Linked DNA regions of Mus musculus: regions 2, 3, 4, 5 and 6 are each linked to region 1. A link is a contact called in public HiChIP or PLAC-seq and promoter capture Hi-C data. All regions are on one chromosome and are shown on one strand. Each heading gives the region's core, a stretch centred on a gene start, on an enhancer-like site or on the middle of the called end of the contact. The rest is flanking DNA. Distances are from core to core; before and after follow the strand shown.

Region 1 (2,725 bases), core at 212-2,711:
ACAAAGTAATCAGGACTTAATGCAGGAAAAGGACGGAAGGTGGAGGGAGAGCTAATGCTAATGGAGAGCGAATGCTATTCGCTTTTCTAGCTTTACCACAGTCCACACCGAAGTCCTCTGATCTCCAACCTAGTGAACTTGTTCCAAATGGTGCAGAACTTTTTAGTGGCAGCTTTGGGGGTGGACCTTGCTGCTTCTACAGGGATCACTCCAGTTGTCCCCCAAGCCCTCTTCCTCTTCATTATGTCTCCGTGCACAGGGACCTTCTGAGAGGTGTTTTCCAACTGTTCTGTCTAAATAGAGCTCATCTCGCCCCTCCTGAGGGCTGCCCCATTTCCTTGCCTTGTTTATCCGTGCAGTGTTGTGGTGGAGCTGAGGCCCCATTCCTGCTGAGCATGTCCTCTCACAGTGAATCACTCATTCTTGACTTGCTCTTAGGCCACTTTATTACCCCCTGCCAAGGACATGCGCACAGGACTTGACTTATCACTACTGTACATCCAGTAGCGAAAGCAGTGCCCTGTCCTTGCTAATAAAAATAACTCACTCACCTAAAACAACAACAATGCATTGCTGGACCTGGTGTTGCATACCTATCCCTAGCATCCAGGAGGCTGAGGCAGGAGGATTTCTATGAGTCTGAGGCCAGCCTGCTCTTCATAGTTCTAGGACAACCTGGGCTACATAGATACCCTATCTCAGAACAAAACAGAAACAAGAATAGAAATTTTAGAAGATAAGAGTGGAGTAGAAATGTAAAAGTGTATGTCCCCAAATAATAATACCTAAGTTGGATGACAAGCCCGTCATTGACTTCCCTTTTTCCTTCTATACTCTTTTCAGATTCACCCACACTAGTGTGTATCTTAATAACAATTTATGCCCAAACGAATTGCTGTGTTTGCAGTTAATATGGACCCCCATGAGGAACACTTATAAATGGCACAAGCGCTATATTTCAATTCAAGGACATTGTAAGGGGATCACATATAGAATATGAGTGTTCCATTGCTGTTTAGTTAAGTCAGACACTTCTTTCTTGGGGTCTTTTCCTAGCTTTAGCTTCTCCCACAAGAGGCATGGATACCGAAACAAACAAACGAACAAACAAAGCCAGAACACGTCTTTAGCCGACGGTTGGCATATTTCATTCCATGTTTTACATGGTGTCCAGAAGCACAGAGCAGCTCTTGGATTCTGACAGCAGAACCCGCGCCGGCACGCCTCACAAACAGTACAGGCCGTGTGTTCCATAGCTACTGTCCACAGCAGCCAACGTCCACCTCCGTCTGCATCTCGGGCTCTAAATCAGACTATTCTCAGACCAGGAGAGCAGATTTGATCTCTCAGGCTAACTCACCAGGAGGTAAACCTGACCTCCTAGCTCCCCTCCGCCCAGAGATTCCCCGCACCCGCACCCGCTAGCCCCGCCCCGTAGCCTGGCGCGTGACGTCACCGCGCTGCGCCCTGTCAGGCGCCGCCATTGTTCCACCGGTAAGACCCAGGTGTGGGTCCCCGGCGCCATGAGCAAACGCAAGGCGCCGCAGGAGACCCTCAACGGCGGCATCACGGACATGCTCGTGGGTGAGTCCCGGGCCGCCCTCCGGCTCCTCTGCTCAGCCGGGCCTCGCTTCTCCCACCCCCCCCCCCGCGGGTCGCAGCGCCCCGGCTGCGTCCGTCGCGGCCGCCGGTGGAGGAACCCGCCCACACCTCCATCCCGGGACCCGCGTTCGCGGGGGTGTGTGTACTTGTGTCCTCGAGCCCTTTGTTGTCTTTTCAGAACTCGCAAACTTTGAGAAGAACGTGAGCCAGGCGATCCACAAGTACAATGCGTACAGGTACGTTGTTAGCCGGCGTTCCAGGACATCCTAGTTTGCTGTCACTTAGCAGGGATGGAAAGCCGGTGCCCAGTGGTTCAAAGCTGAGTGGCACTTTATTTAACCTATACAGGGTTTTGGCAGGGCGTTATAGGGTTAATTCAGGAGACTGTACAGTTCCGACTGAAAATAGGTGTCTGATGCATATATTCCCACCATTAATCTTGAATTGACTGGAAATACAGTTTAAAAAACATAATAAACAACAGTAGACGAGATCTGAACTGTGAAATAGATGTAGTTCAGGAAATCGCCTTTCCTTCTGGATGGGCTGTCACCTTCCTGAAAACCAGTTGCCTGCCTATCACTACAAACCTCAGCGGGCACCTTCTCCTGGCCGCTCTTCCCACAGTCAGCTACTTAACCTATAAGCATCCCAAAGCCCCTCAGCTTCTAACAGTAAAAGTAAACTATCCTTGCTTTCCCCAAGCTAGCCCTTACAGCCTTACAGTTAGTGTTCTCCTATAGTCTGTTCCATGCCTGGATTTCCTCATTTGAAGTCGAATTATTATTATTATTATTATTATTATTATTATTATTATATGATTATTTGGGGGATTATAATTACATCATTTCCCCTTTTCCTCTCTCCAAACACTTCCATATATAACCCTCTATGATCTCTCAAATTCATAACCTCCTTTTTTCATTATATATATATATGTGCACATATATATACACACATATTTCGATACACATACATACACACACACATTTTCCTAAATACATAAATACAATCTGTTCCAACTGTGTAATGCTACTTGTATATTTTCAGGGATAACCAACTGATGTGTTAGGAAAGACTGTTTCCTGTAGTTCTTTGTGTAGGGTTGAGGTCCTGACCACTG
Region 2 (2,813 bases), core at 141-2,640, 490 kb after region 1:
TACATGCTCGCCCGTAACTCCATCCTTGGATGTTGCGGCTGGACTGTTCTCCACCACAGGTGGTCTGTACCACACCCACTTTTCCCCCGGTATCTTCTTTCTTTTGTTTAATTCCCACCCATTGAGATTTATTTATTTTTATGTGCATGTATATCTATGCACCACATGAGTGCAGTACCCTCAGAAGCCAGAAGAAGGTGTGAGGCCCCTTGGAGAAACTGACAGTTGTAAGCTGCCACAGGGAGCTGGGAATTGAACCTGGGTCTGTCCTTCCCTCCAGGGATTTCCAAAACCAAGTCATTTTTGGTTGTCAAGCTAGTGGTTCACACACGTAATCCCAGCAGAGGTGGCAGACCTGTGCTTTCCAGGCTGGTCTAGCCTTCGTAATGAAAACTATCTCCAAAAATAAAACAGATGGGGAGACAGCATAGTGAGTACCGGCATCAGTTGGTGGACAGAGAGAGCCCCGAGACACAACAGCCCCAGCAAAGAATCAAGAGTCCCAAATGTGGACAGTGCTGCAGCTGAGGAACCCTGATAGATTCCTCTCCTCTCCTCTCTCAATGCTACTTAATGACTTACACTGCCTGATAAACCACCTATTCCAGCAATTGACTTGTAGGTTTCCAGTGTCCCTTTCTACCCTGCCTCCCGCCCCCTCAGGGTCTAGTTCCCTGCTTCCCTGCTGTACATTTGACTGTAGCCTGGTTGGCCATTGGACCCTCTGCCTAACATCTTGGGGGTGTCTGGGTCTGCTGTCCTGTGATTTGAATTTCTTCTACAAACATTAGTTCCATCTGGGATCAGTAGGGAAGGGGAGAAGGGGAGGGTGGGGTGAACAGTCTCGTCAGTTGAGGCCAGATTTTGGTCTCATTCCTGCCTTTTGTTCCTTTATTCTGCACCCCTAAATGTTAACACTTGAGACAGTCCTGACTTGCCTACCAGGAACTTGCTCTGTAAACTAGGTTGGCGTCCAATTCTGGATCTCCTGCCTCAGCTTTCCGAATGCAGGGATTACAGACATCCTACCACGTCCTGGTACAACTAGAATCTTAATAACTTTCTGCTATTTCCGGGAAGAAATACACATTTCAGAATGAGATGCATTATTTTGGGGTGGTGCATTATTTTGTTTTTCACTTTTTCCAAAGTCATACAGTAAATGCTAGCAGTGTCCCTGTGGAATTTATGTTTGTTGTCTGTCTGCCTAATCTGGAGCAATAACTCAAATTACTGGGGGCACCGGTTCAAAACGTTAGCAATATCCTACCGCAAGGTGGCAAAACAGCTTTAAAACAGCTCTTTGGGGCTCAGCTACTCAGAGAACAGCGCCTAGGGCCAGACCTCAACAGTTTCCTCTGCCCACAGCTAGGGGCACGCCCCGCCCACGCCCCGCCCACTTCCCAGGCCTCGCAAGGAGCGGAGAAGCGACGCACGCCGCTGGGAGGTGGGTGAAGGGAGCTGTACGGGTCGGCCGCGGTGGAGAGAGGAGCGGGTGGAGCCTCTTGCCCCCCCCCCCCCCGCCCCCTAAGCCGCCGGTCGGCGCTCGCCCGCTGCGGGGCGACGGCCAAATGTGGGCGCATCACTCAGCCCGTAGGCTGTGCGCCCCAGTCGCTGAGTTCGGTGCGCGCATGCGCGTCGGAGACTGCTCGTGCGGCTGAAGCGGAGCAGCTTCGGGAGGGTGGGTGTTTTGGTAGGGAAAGGTTGGTGGGTCTCCAGGGTGTGTGTCCTGGGATCTCTGTCTAAACTGACCCCGCTTCTGGGCACTTGCAAATCACTTTAGGCTCTTTTAAACAATTGGTTTATCTTTATTAAAGGCGTATTTGTTTATAAACACTGGAAGGAACCCATCAGCTTTCGCCACACCTAGTGTAATAAGGCTTGTGTTTATGGGTGTAATACTGGCTATCGAACACATGGAGATTAAAAATACTAACTTGATTTTTCAGTCAAGGAAAGCCTGGTTGCTCATCAGTCATTTTGATAGCATAGGTAAAAGTCCTCAGGCACCAGGAACAGGAAAAAAGCAATTGAAACCAGAGACCACTTAAGACCCCTGTGAAGACCAGTGTGAAGGGCTTGGTTGTTTTCTTCTAGGTTTTTATTGGTTGGGGGGGGGGGGGAGCGGTGGGGGGACAGCCCCCATTTGTAGCCCTGGCTGGCCTGAAACCCATGGTGTGAATTAGTTGACTTTGGACTTAGCAGTGGTTACAGGCTGTGATTCACCAACTTCTGCCTCCTGAGTGTCATAGGTCTGTTACTTGTGTCTGGGTGTGTTCAAATGCCTCACTCCTGGAAACACGGCGTTGGATTTGGTTATATGGAGGATTTGTTGCTATAGTCTCCTGGTAACTCTGTGATAGACTGGAAAGCAAACTGGAAGGCACAGTCTATTTGTTTGGCTAGTTTTTGAGACAGTGGCTGGCCTGAGACCCATGGCGATCATCTTGCCTCTGCCTCTTAAGTGCTAATCTTACAGGTGTTGACTACCCAACCCCAGCTACGGACTAGAAGCTTTGCAGGTCCTAGCAGGGTTTGATCTTCGATGTTTGTACTACATCTTGTGCTCTACATTTTACAGCTTGTGGGTGGTTTAAATAAATAAATAAATAAAAACAATTTAGCTTTGTGAACGGAAAAAAATCAAGTAATTCATGCCAGTATTTTTCCTGTGATGAAAAAAGTGTATGAGTTCTAAGTGTAGGCGTCTCCCACAACTTCTATCCCACCCGTGTAGTCCAGGGTCTTTAACATGTTAGGCAAGCAGCTACCTCGGGTCTTCCTGAGACTGTGTCTCTTGTGTAATTGCTTCT
Region 3 (2,728 bases), core at 133-2,632, 460 kb after region 1:
CCGCTCAGTGGTGGGGCACTCTTTTAATCCCAGCACTTGGGAGGCAGAGGCAGGCGGATTTCTGAGTTCGAGGCCAGCCCGTTCCACAGAGTGAGTTCCAGGACAGTCGGGCCTATACAGAGAAACCCTATAGAAAGAAAGAGAGAGAGAGAGAGAGAGAGAGAGAGAGAGAGAGAGAGAAGAAAGAAAGAAAGAAAGAAAGACAGAAAGAAAGAGGAGAAAGTGCACGATGTGCCCGTAGATCACACAGTTCTAAGAACCATTGCATTTTTCCTCTAGAAATCAAAGCTTAGGCTATACATTTAAAGCTCAAGCCAGAGTCTGTACCACTGCTGTGTCAAGGAGCAAGGGGGAATGTGAAAGGCTGTTGCTGTAGTGAAGAGATTGCTCAATCGTTCCCTTTTGGGGTCTCCCGTGGATTATTATCTCAACCTGACAGACCAGTTAGGCTGGTTTTTACTTGCTACTCAAACCCAGAACAGTCTAAGTTTACTTAAAAAGTAAATCAAACTTTACTGAAGCAGTCTCGGATAAGAGCTTGCCTCGAAAACAATAGGAAAATACCCTAAGTCAGAGCGGACCTGGGTTAGCTGTAAGCACTGACTAGGTGTATCAAACTCCAGAGCGAGGGAGGTTTCATTTCCACCACAGCGAGGAAGACAGAATGCCTCAAGTGAAAACTGGAGACTAAAAGTGCTTTTGGGGACGCGAGCTCTTTTGCCACTCCTGATTTCAGGTCGTACATTTAATTCAGGACAAGATGGCATGTGGTTTCCAGGCACAGAATACATGAATTCGTTGTTTTTCTCTTATCCTTCGCGAGCCCGGCTCTTAAGATTTAAGCTTGCATTCCAAGGCAAGGGCTCACTGCATGACTTCCTAGAACAGAACACGAAGCCTCAAGCCCACTTCCTAAAGTAATTACAAAGCAAGCAGAAAACCCCATGGGGCTGGACCCTGCTGCCTCCTTCGGAAATCCTTCCGGGCGAGGGACCCCGGCTCAGCCCAGAACAAATCATCACCGGTCCAGCAGGAGGGTGGGGACGGCGTTCCGGTGGCGCGCTCGCTCGCCACAAGGCGGAACTGTACCGTCCCGGGCTGCGACCCGCCGAGACCTCCGCTCGCCCGCGCCCCGGCTCCGCTGTCCACCGTGCGGCTGGAGCGGCGGGCCGAGGCCGGTAGCCCCAGGGCCGAGGGTGAGGCCCTGCCCAGCACGAGGGCCGCGGGTCGGCGCGGCCTCCTCCCTACCTTCTCCTCGCCGTCGTAGACGCGCACCCCGCGCTGCTGGATAACCAGGGTCTCGTTGATCTCCAGGAGGCCGCTGGTCCACACGAAGCGGTCCATGGCCGCCACCCGGCCGGCTTCTGCCGCTCGCCGGTGCTCCCGGGCTGCGAGCGGCGCTCCCTGGTGGCCGGCGGGGGTGGGGCGCCCCGACACGGACAGGCGGCGCCCCCTGGCGGCTGCCACTCGCGTGCACATTTGCTCCCCTGTCACTGCCAAACTTGTTGACATGCTTGTTAAAAGCTGTAAATAAGGACTTTTTTTTTATTTCTTCCCAAATAAGTGTTGACAGCAGAGGTTGTGTTTAATATATCTGTAACCAGCATATTATGTAATACACTCTTCTCCGGTTTTTGTTTTAGTCTAATTTTTATTACATTCTGTTTATTTTATGAGGGTTTGTGTGCGTCGGGAACATGCAAGGGCTAGCCTGTGGGAGTCAGAGGATGTTTAATGAGAGCTGCTCCTTTGACCGTGTGGATCTTGGGAGATCAAACTTAGGTTATGAGGCTTAGCAGCAGGCTCCCTTACCAGCTGAACCACCTCACCCACCTACCCACCCACCTTTAAAAAATGACCAATAGCTCCAGATAGATGGAGGTGACATGGAAATAAAGCACCAAACATGCATTTAATGCGACAGATATACATGAAGGCAATATACCCATACACATAAAAAATAATTTTCTTTTTTGTATTAATCATTTTATTCATTTACATTGGAAATTATATTCCCCCGTCCCAGTTACACGTCCACAACCCCTCATCCCATCTCCCCTTCTCCTCCGTCCCCTTTGCCTCTATGAGGGTGCTCCTCCACCCACTCACCTACTCCTGCCTACACTGGAGCATCAAACCTCCGCAGGACCAGGGGCCTCCCCTCCTATTGATGTCAGATAAGGCCATCATCTGCTACATATGGTTTACAATGGTTGGCTGAGAGCATCCCCCTCTGTATTTGTCAGGCTCTGGCAGAGCCTCTCAGGAGACAGTTATATCAGGCTTCTGTCAGCAAGCACTTCTTGGCATCCACAATAGTGTCTGGGTTTGGTAACTGTATATGGGATGGATTCCCAGGTGGGGCAGTCTCTGGATGGTCTTTCCTTCACTCTCTGCTTCACACTTTGTCTCTGTAACTCCTTCCATGGATATTTTGTTCCCCCTTCTAAGAAGGATTGAAGTATCCACACTTTGGTCTTCCTTCTTCTTGAGCTTCATGTGGTCTGTGAATTGTATCTTGGGTATTCTGAGCTTTTGGGCTAATATCCAGTTATCAGTGACTGCATACCACGTGTGTTCTTTTGTGGGTTACCTCATTCAGGATGATATTTTCTAGTTCTGTTTGCCTAAGAATTTCATGAAGTCATTATTTTTAATAGCTGAATAGTACTTCATTGTGTAAATATACCACATTTTCTGTATCCATTCCTCTGTTGAAGGACATCTG
Region 4 (2,887 bases), core at 244-2,743, 280 kb before region 1:
GTGACAAAGTGAATCAAGACAGAGCACAGCACCAAGTGCCAATCACACCAAAACAGTCTCAGGTCCCTAGACACACAGCAATATCTAACAAGAGGAAAACTGGGTCATCACCTATTATAATAAATAAAGCAAGAACCTTAATGATCATCACTACATTAAAAACATGCATCATTGAGTAAGCCTTACAATAAGAAAACTGTGTGAGGTATGCTGTGATTTCCAACACCTAAGAGGCTACAGCAAGTGGGTCAGCCAGACTGTGTCACACACTTATAATTCTTCTGTCTTCTCCTGCCATGTATACTCATACTCATGCACAAACACATATATGCTCTCTCACATACAAATATACACACACATGCACACAAATTCACACACATACACATGAACATACATATACACACATGTATATACACACATAGACACATGCGCGCACACACACATACCACAAAGGTTTTGGTTTTGATTCTAGGTCTGAGCTCAGGGCTCATCACTATCAAGCTACACATTCTGTCAGAAAAATACAGGTCCTATGTACTAGGTCTGAAGCCAAGATTTTAAGAGAATAAAATAAAACGCTCTTCCAAAAAAGGCAAAAGATAAAATAAGATAAAATAAAATAAAGTAGTACAAAGCAATACCAGGCAACACAATTTCTTCTAAGTTGCCTGTGAAAATGCAAAGGCTGACAGAGGCATCAGAACAAACATGATGGAGGTGTAGGTGACACAGCACCCAACAAGCCTGCCTTCTTCCTCGCTCATCTCAAATGAGCCTGCTTCTGTACATGGGAATATGTCTATTTTAATAGTAATTGACGGAATGTTAGCTACACCATACAACGTAGCTTATTTTGTTATCATTGTCACTTATTAGAAATGTACGACTGGTTACTGGGTTGTACACACCTATAATCCCAGAACCAAATAGGCTGAGGCAGGTCAGACCTCTGTATAGTGAGTCTTAAATAACAAAACAAGATAAACACAAAACAACGAGAAGGAAGAGATTACTCTGCGAGTAAACACCATCAGACGCATGGTTCAGGAAGGTTCCTGAACAGAGGGCAGAGGTCCCCAGGGATGCTCAGGTGGCTCCTCCTCAGTCACTCAGTTACCAGAGCTGCTGAGCACCAAACCTAGGCACTCAGCGAGCTGCAGACCACAGAATCCAGTACTCAGTTATGCCAACACCCTTTAACTGAGGATTCAGACAAAAACCTAGGCAACATTAGGTGAAAAGGAAGGCCTTCCAATAATTAAGATTTCCTGCAAAGCAAGAAGAGATCAGGTTAAAGAAGCGCGTTTACATGCAGACGTGACTATGGATAGATAAACCCCATATCTGCAGAGGTGGCCAACCTTTCCCCTTCCTGTCTTAGTGAGTTGTGTTCATTCCCAGCCCTTTGGGGAAGGAAGGGTCTGTAGTGATTACTTCTCTATTTTCAAAGACACACAGAAACTACTCTAAGGAACAGTGTGTAAACCTACCATCTGCGTCGTCTGACTCCTCCTCCTCCTCCTCTTCCTCTTTAGACGGCCTCTTGGAGGAGGACTGACACCTAAGGATGTCCTGTGAGGACAGGCAATGGAAGTACCCTCTGGGGAAGAGCTCACTCTCCTCCTCCTCCTCCTCCTCCTCTTCCTCCATCTCAAATGTAGGCTCCAGTCGTGGCATTGGTCTCTCAGAGTCAGAGTCTTCAAAAGGCTCATCTAACACCTCCGTGGTCTCAGAGATGGTCTCTGTGACTACACTGCTATTGTGGTGTTTCCGCTTGCGGACTCTTCGTCTTCGGTGAAGAATCGGTTTCTATGTAGTAAAGAAAGCAGGTATTTTATTTATAGTAATGAGCTTTTTTCCCTGCTTTAACATAAAAGTTTTAAAGCTTTGCAGAACTAACATATTTAAAACAAAGATGCAGTTTGCCAACAGATACTCTGGTAAAGACAAAGTGTTAAGAACACAGAGATGTGTGTGGTCAGTGAGGTGGCTCCACAGGTGAAGTTTCCTGTGCAAACTGGGCAACCTGACAACCTGGGATCAACCTTGGATCCCATATACAAGTGGGGGAACTAAATCCTTAGAAATGTCCCCTGACCTCTACACACCCACCAAGTGCAAGCCCACCAACACATACACATGTACTCTTACACACACTCACGCACGCACGCGCGCGCGAAGGGAAGGAAAGGGAAGGGGGAAGGGGGATGGGGGAAAGGGGGAAGGAGGGGAAGGAGGGGAAGGGGAATGGGGAAGGGGGGGAAGGGGGAGGAACAACAAAATCCGCACAGATTTTGGGCACTAAGGCCCGCTCTGATATGAAGAGCAAGTGTCCAGAGAGCACATGGTGTTGGTGCATCTTCTCAGCTCATCGACATTTTACACTTTACAGCGCCACCTGCTCTAATGCTAAAGTGCCTCAGAGACTACGCCCTCTACTTCTGTTCAAGAGCAAAAGGAATAGAAACATTCCATCTTATACATCACCATGCATTAGCAGATCAATAAATGTGCACGCCATTTGGGGAAACTAGCTAGAGCAGAGCACACAAACGCAGAGCAGAAATGCATTCACTTGACAGAGAAGAGAAAACAGCAGCACGGCCTGAGACTTGGCGCACACAGCACACACTGACACGGGGCTGACCTAATAGCTTACATAACACAGTGATGTCACCAAGCTACAGAGACAACAGCCCAGGAATGACTGAATCACATCCTTGTACAGAGGCTAGAAAGGTTAGCACTTATGCAAGGTCATACATCTAGGCCATAAAATAATCCTGAGCGTCCTTCAGTAAATTTTAAGACTGTCTAAGTACTTTGCATACAAGTTCACTGGCTGTTACAATATTTTTTGTGTGTTTTCTACACATTTACTTTTTTA
Region 5 (2,927 bases), core at 378-2,877, 370 kb before region 1:
ACTTCATGTGTACCAATGTTTTGCCTGCATGTGCATCTGTGCCTGGTGTCTGTGGAGGCCAGAAGAGGGCATCTGATACTCTGGAACAGGAGTTAGATGTGGTTGTGAGCCACTGTGTAGGTGCTGGGAATTGAACTCAGGACCTCTGGAAGAGCAGCCAGTGCTCTTAACCACTGAGCCATCTCTCCAGCCACTACACCTAAGAATTTGAATCTGTATTTGTTCAGGCCTCGTGTTGTATAAACGTGTGATCCTTTGGACACCTCTGTATTCACGTAAACTATATTGTTCTCAAACAGCTTTTCCCCTCTCGGCCTCCAGCCAGGTGTGTTCCTTTCTCATCTACCTGACAAAACCTACAGCCTCGTCTATATTAATTTTCTTCCTGTCAATAGGTTCAGTCTTTGCTACATGGATTGCGTAATTCACTGCTTGATCGACGCTCTTGTCTTTCTAATAATTCTGACCACTGTCTTGTTCCTGGCCACAGTGTCAGTCCTCAAGACCAACAACTATGTCTCACACGTAGCACGTGCTCAGTAAACATGTGAAGGTTTTCGGAGCGCTCCCTAAGGGCTTGGACTCTTCCCCCTTCTTTCTTGTTCTTTCTATGCATCAGTAAGAGCACCCCAGGCTCAGGAGAGGATTCGAGTCGATGCCTTAGAAAGGCTGGAGGCTCTCTGCCTGTAACTTCCTAATTCTGTTCTACCATCCCTTGGTGGTGCATGCGAGATCTTTGAGATGCACTGATGCAGGGCCGGAAGTATCCTGGGCCTTCCTGGGGCTTACTGACAGTGGGTCATCCTAGGATATGAATGATTCAGGCATCAAAGAAGCAATAATGAGATTTGAACCCTCCTTTGTATTCTATGTTCAAGGCTTTAAAATAAATACAGCAGCCTTTAAAAGAAAAATTAGGCTAGGTGGGATTATAAATTAACACATTTAATTTTCTATCACTAAAATGGCAAAAATGATTTTTCCAGACTCCATTTTATAATGTCCATTACTATTCTCAAACACAAGGTCACACACACACACACACACACACAGCTTTTGTGCAACTTGTCTATATTAATGATGTGCTAAGATCATTTCTGAGTTATTTACCAGTTCTATCTTACAGTTAAAGTGTGCCCGAGGGGAGAGGAAACAGGGCCTTGGGGCTTATCTTTCGATTTGCCATACCCTTACTACCCCTTCTTGGCCCCGCCCACTCCCGACAGCCCTTTCTCACCCAGACCTCACACTTACTCAGCTGTGTTGATTCTAACACACCATTCTCCCTCTCCGAGCTGCTTTCCCTCATTTGTTCTTGCACTGTGGCTTCCCACCAGCTGTGAAAATCCTGTCAGCACCAGCACCCGCTCTGTATGCCAGCGAGTGGAGAAAACTGCAGGTTCCTTCTATGGCACCAGCCTCTATCTCTTGCCAGATCCTTCGGCTTCAACAGCAGCCCAGGGGCATCCAACCACCAGGGAAACAGACATATCCTCCAGAAAGCCTTTCTGCCGGAGAAGCACGGTCACCACCAGAGGGAGTGCATCTGCTCTTCTGGCCTCAGAGTGAACTTGATCACTCTGTGGCTCTTCTGATGAGATGCTATAGGGATAAGCGGTACTGAAATGCTCTCCCTCACCAGGGACTGTCAGTTGGAGGAGTCTAGTTCCCAGTGCGAGGGCAAGCCTGGGAACAGCTCAAAGCAGGTCCCATTTCCCACAGTGCCTCATCTACTGCATCTTAGACAAGGAAACCAAGAAGACCCTCTCCGTGGAAGATCCAAAGGGACACCGGGGGACGCATCTTCAGATTGTGCATGAGTATGCGGGCAGAGGGAAGGACCCTGCAGGCTGGACCTTATCGTGTAGAACCCCTCCCTGCAGCTCCAGAGCGCCCCCTGGTGCCTTCTGGGCCACTGACTTCCCCCAGTCTCACTGGAATACGCCTTGTTTATTTTACAGCCCTCTGCTGTCTGGCATTTCCCCCTGCTATTTACACACCAGGGCCCTGTAAGGACACATGGTTGGTTTTTAGAAGCTTCCTCCTCAAAGCTTCAAAGGAAAACCTCAATTTTGGCATTTCCTAGAAAAAACGATTTAATGTTTCTTCTTGAGGCTCAGGCTGTTGGAACAAAACCAAAAGCTAGGGTCCCCGCAGCACTTGGCACCGCGCCTGTGCTCCTGGGAGCTAGAGGTGCCACTTGGTCCTTGCAGCACAGAGAAGGGATGTTACTGCCCCCATTTCACAGATGTGAAACTGAGGGTGCCTGGGGGTGGGGGTGGAGTGGGGCAGCTGCTGGCAGATCCAGGGAACACAAGCAGAGAGTGAAGTTGGGTCTGTCCCCAGAAGCTCTGCCTCCTGAGTCCCAGTCCCCAGCAGCAGGCTTGCTTTCTACTGTCCAAATCTCCTACGATGTGACAGTCACAGTTTTCTGGAGTACAGCACTCTTGTGATGCTCAGATTTTCTTTGATTCTCTGCATAAATTTACTATGAAATCTTGTGATTTAAGAGGCTACTCTCTCCTTACTGTTTTTTTCTCTCTTTTTTTTTTTAAAGAACTCTGTGTTGGCAGAGTGCTTCCTGGTTTTGTTTCTGATTTTTGCAGTGCTAGGGTTTAATCTGGGCATTTTGAATTCTAGAAAAGATCTCATCCACAGAGCCACAGCCCAACCTTAGAAAAGTTCGTATTTCATAAATGAAGGTCTCCTAGCAGAGTATAGGTATTCCTCAGATAACATCATCAGGAATGTCCAGAATGTTGCTCCTGCCTACAGTGAATACAAACAATTGTTTGTTCAATCTAGTTTGGGGCTAACAAGAATATAATTAAGGCACTTTCAGCTGGTCTGCCTCTCTGGGGAACATCCGGGTTCTCTATGTTCCTTTGGTAAGCTATTAGTCAGGATGGGATGGCCACTATATACTG
Region 6 (3,072 bases), core at 202-2,701, 320 kb before region 1:
AGTCAGTTTCAGGGAGGGAGTCTTTCATAAGCAAGGGCAGCGTCTCTGTGAAGACGCCCCATGAACCCAAATTCTCTGGCCAGGGGACGTTCCTGCAGGCTCACATCAACTTCTCCAGGTTAAGATGGCTCTTGCAAGCTAGGGTCCAGCTCTACCTTGGACTCCCAGAATTCCACTCACGCTTTCCTAGCCTGTGCATCCCTGAAGCTCTAGCCGGCGGTAGAGTGCCCTGCTTAGTCGCTGTGGACATCCAGGTGCTTGTAATTAGACCGTGGGTCTAAACTACTGTGGTTCTTACCCCGCCATGATCTGAAAGAAGGACTGCAAATAGCAACAGTTGCTTTCAGGGGTCTGGATCCCTGGGCTGTCTCAGCACAGACCCTTGTCCCATGAAAGACTGCCCTCATGATGTCCCATGGCAGAGCTCTTCTCCGACCAGGCCTTGGGTCAGGCTGGAAAAGCCCCAGCGAGGCTTCTAAGGGAATTCCTCTTCCCTGCCACCAGTGACTCCTCTGGAATGACCTTAACATAAAATGCTGCCAAATGCCTGAGGGGTGAGTTGCTTCTTCCAGGTCCACCCGCGGACCCACAGGGTCAGGAAGGGATCGGGAAGGGCAGTCGCCCCAGTTCGTCCTGAGAGATCTGGGAGGAAGATGCTCTCTCCGGCGGCGCAGGAGAACTCACTAGTCACCTGAGCAGGAGCGGACAGTACCACCTCTGGAGCGCCTGCCCTGTTCACCCAAAGCAGCTCCCCGAGAAAGCCAGGCGAGCAGCCCTGCGCCCCGCGGTGCAGCCCCTTACCCGCTTTGCCACCCCAGAGGCGGCAAAAGTTCCTCCGGAGCGCGGGCCTCTGTTCAAGGTGCTGAAATGAGTCTGGGGCAGCTTGCCGGAACCCCGGGGCCGCTCTCTGCTCGCCCTACCCGCCTCCCCCCTTCCCGCTCCCGCGGGGTCAGCCGGAGCGCGGCCGATCGCCTTCCCGCAGCTACTCCGGGCGCCTCGGTGCGGGGCCGCCGCCGCCCCCTTACCTTCTTCTTGCGGTCACGGGAGCGGTTCCGCCGCTTCCTGTTGGATTCCTCCTTCTCCTTCTGCTCCTGGAGGGCCTGCGCCTCGATGTCTTTGATTTTCTTCAGCTGTTTGGCCGCCTGAGCCATGGCGGGTCGCGGCGCTCGGTCCCCGCCTCCCGGGCCCGCGCCCTCTGCGAGCCGGCGGCGACGACACCCTCCCGGGGAGAGCCGGCTCCTTCAGCTGCGCAGGGCGCGAGCTTCTCCCCGGCGGAGGCGAAGGCTGCGGCGCCCGGGGGCCGGGGCGCGGGGCGGAGGGCGAGGAGAGGCCGGCGCGCGGCTAGCCGAGCCCCGGGGTGGCGCCTCCCGCCGCGGCCGGAGCTCGCTCGCCCGCGCCCCGCACCGGCTCTGGGCTCGCCGCGCGCCCTCGCCGCGCCCGCCCGCCCGCCCGGGCCCCCCCTCTCCTGCGGCGGCGGCGGCGCGGGGGGCGGGAGGGAGGAGGCTCGTACTGCGGCGCGGGCCGCGGAGGGCGGACTCGCGGGCTCGCGGGAGGAGCGGGGGCAGCTCGGTGCGGCCGCCCCACCAGGCTGGGCGCGGGGCGCTGCGAGCCGGCGCTGGGTCCCCGCTGCAGCGGGGTCCCGGGGTGGGGATCGCGGGGCGCCTTGGGGGCGACGGGAACAAAGCGGGGCCGTTCCGCCCGGGCCCGGCGACCCTGCGGACCGGCGTGCCTGACGGCGGCGGAGAAAATGCCAGCATCGCCTGGCCGAGCTGCGGAGCGTGGGACCGGGGCACCGCTGCGGCACGGACTCCGCTAGCGCCGAGCCTGGCCCGGGCCGCCCTCCGGGAAGGGCCGGGGCTCCTGGAGGAGAGCTTGATCTGCCCCGGTCAAACCAAGTGGGCCTTTCCTTTGCATCTTTACCAAATATACTTAGAATACGAGTCCAGCGTCAAGTCCATTCTTTTTCTTTTCGCTCCTTTTGGACGGGAGTGGAACTGGGTCTCCCCATCAGGGACCGCCCACCCTGCAATACCAGGTCTCTCTCCACCCTCCCTCCGTAGGTACTGTGGTCTGGACCGGTGTTGGGCTGCTGTAAAGAACCTTACCAGCTGGGGGTCACGCAGCTACCAACGTAGACTGTGGGAACGGGGAACCGGCTTAAGCTCATTTCACCACTCAGTCATGTGACAGGCGGGGAAACTGAGGCCCTGACCTATGAACATTGCCCTTTCAGTCTGGTTGGTGCAGCTCCCAACCTCCTCCTTCCCTATCCCACAGGATGCTAAGGACAGTCTTGAACACTGGTGTTTGAGTCTTGGAGAAGTTATTATGAAACAGCCTGCTCCCTCCTGTCCTCTCGCCCGCCCCCCCCCCCTCCCGAGCCTGTGCAGGTTTGAAGCAGCTCTGGTGAGGAGCAGAAGGAGTAGTACTAGGTACTGTTCCCACCCCTCTTTCTCACAAACACATCTCGCTCAGTGATTTCCACTTCTGTCTTCCCCACTAGGCCCCTGACAGAAGGTAAGGTGCTGGGTAACCACAGGGGTCTGACAGATCTAACTGCTGTCATTTCCCAGGGGTGAGTCCTGGGGCTTCTCACTGCAGGCAGAACCACAAATACCAGTCACACATGCAACTTCAATTGTCATGTAGCCACTTTTTTTTTCCATGTAAAGAAACTAGAAGATTGATTTTAAATGTATTTTTAAGCCTGTATATCTCCCAAGCCATCGTTTCAACATGAAGTTGATATATTATTGATGCGATTTTACATTATTATGCTGAGTCTTCAGAATCTGGTCTATTCTTGTCTGGATTCAGATGAGGCGTATTCCATCACCACCACAGGCCCCTCTCTCGATAACACACCTTGGCTGTAACCAGCCTGCTCAGAAGGACACCCTCTGGAGCCCCAACCTCATGTCTTTGGCATCCCACCGCTAAGTCCCTTGACTGTAGTCATGAATAATATTTACAAACTGGTGTAATTATTGTTACTTCCCAGAGAAACGTCCTTTTTGTTCCAAGATGGAGATCAAAATATGCTCTACTATCTACAAGGACCTGAATGGTCAG

The links. Promoter capture Hi-C pulls out the DNA fragments that hold promoters and counts their contacts. HiChIP or PLAC-seq counts read pairs in DNA pulled down with a chosen protein or histone mark. Capture Hi-C pulls out chosen DNA fragments and counts their contacts.
Region 2: a promoter capture Hi-C map of pre-B cells shows a contact between it and region 1, with 3 times the contacts expected there. The contact joins the promoter of Nek3 here to the promoter of Polb in region 1. A contact is called at or near these places in 3 of 39 promoter capture datasets (cranial neural crest, liver and pre-B cells) and 1 of 9 other capture datasets (liver).
Region 3: a contact with region 1 is called in a promoter capture Hi-C map of adipose tissue. The contact joins the promoter of Vps36 here to the promoter of Polb in region 1. A contact is called at or near these places in 6 of 39 promoter capture datasets (the C10 cell line, cranial neural crest, embryonic stem cells and 3 more), 1 of 115 datasets of contacts at active chromatin or transcription factors (memory CD8 T cells) and 1 of 9 other capture datasets (adipose tissue).
Region 4: an H3K4me3 HiChIP or PLAC-seq map of bone marrow-derived macrophages shows a contact between it and region 1, with 2.7 times the contacts expected there. The contact joins the enhancer-like site here to the promoter of Polb in region 1. A contact is called at or near these places in 5 of 39 promoter capture datasets (cranial neural crest, frontonasal cranial neural crest, maxillary cranial neural crest and 2 more), 9 of 484 Hi-C or Micro-C datasets (the C10 cell line, CD4 T cells, Th17 cells and 5 more), 2 of 115 datasets of contacts at active chromatin or transcription factors (bone marrow-derived macrophages and pro-B cells) and 3 of 9 other capture datasets (adipose tissue, embryonic stem cells and liver).
Region 5: a contact with region 1 is called in an HNF4G HiChIP or PLAC-seq map of pancreatic cancer cells. The contact joins the enhancer-like site here to the promoter of Polb in region 1. A contact is called at or near these places in 1 of 39 promoter capture datasets (maxillary cranial neural crest), 1 of 484 Hi-C or Micro-C datasets (liver), 3 of 115 datasets of contacts at active chromatin or transcription factors (embryonic stem cells and pancreatic cancer cells) and 2 of 9 other capture datasets (adipose tissue and embryonic stem cells).
Region 6: a contact with region 1 is called in a promoter capture Hi-C map of stem cell-derived epiblast-like cells, with 2.3 times the contacts expected there. The contact joins the promoter of Ank1 here to the promoter of Polb in region 1. A contact is called at or near these places in 3 of 39 promoter capture datasets (cranial neural crest, embryonic stem cells and stem cell-derived epiblast-like cells), 1 of 484 Hi-C or Micro-C datasets (embryonic stem cells), 2 of 115 datasets of contacts at active chromatin or transcription factors (both in embryonic stem cells) and 1 of 9 other capture datasets (embryonic stem cells).

Annotation. Positions count from the first base shown.
Region 1 is chr8:22,652,173-22,654,897 of GRCm38.p6, reverse strand. Polb (polymerase (DNA directed), beta) reads left to right here and starts at 1,461. Exons shown (of 14, transcript NM_011130.2): 1 at 1,461-1,584; 2 at 1,781-1,838. The coding sequence starts at 1,524.
Region 2 is chr8:22,165,012-22,167,824 of GRCm38.p6, reverse strand. It overlaps Nek3 (NIMA (never in mitosis gene a)-related expressed kinase 3), which reads left to right and starts at 1,390. Exons shown (of 16, transcript NM_011848.4): 1 at 1,390-1,447.
Region 3 is chr8:22,191,487-22,194,214 of GRCm38.p6, reverse strand. It overlaps Vps36 (vacuolar protein sorting 36), which reads right to left and starts at 1,382. Exons shown (of 14, transcript NM_027338.2): 1 at 1,249-1,382. The coding sequence starts at 1,344.
Region 4 is chr8:22,934,402-22,937,288 of GRCm38.p6, reverse strand. It overlaps Kat6a (K(lysine) acetyltransferase 6A), which reads right to left. Exons shown (of 18, transcript NM_001081149.2): 17 at 1,491-1,809. Among named protein-coding and RNA genes, the nearest start is that of Ank1, 39 kb to the left of the region's middle. Within about 2 kb of position 1,493, at least 51 of the 459 cell types and tissues checked have an H3K27ac peak or open chromatin away from gene starts, as enhancers often do. A contact at or near this core is called in bone marrow-derived macrophages, where this site is marked.
Region 5 is chr8:23,027,056-23,029,982 of GRCm38.p6, reverse strand. All of the region lies in intron 1 of Ank1 (ankyrin 1, erythroid), which reads right to left. Among named protein-coding and RNA genes, the nearest start is that of Gm51563, 8.6 kb to the left of the region's middle. Within about 2 kb of position 1,627, at least 125 of the 459 cell types and tissues checked have an H3K27ac peak or open chromatin away from gene starts, as enhancers often do. A contact at or near this core is called in pancreatic cancer cells, where this site is marked.
Region 6 is chr8:22,973,215-22,976,286 of GRCm38.p6, reverse strand. Ank1 (ankyrin 1, erythroid) reads right to left here and starts at 1,451. Exons shown (of 44, transcript NM_001110783.3): 1 at 1,026-1,451. The coding sequence starts at 1,151.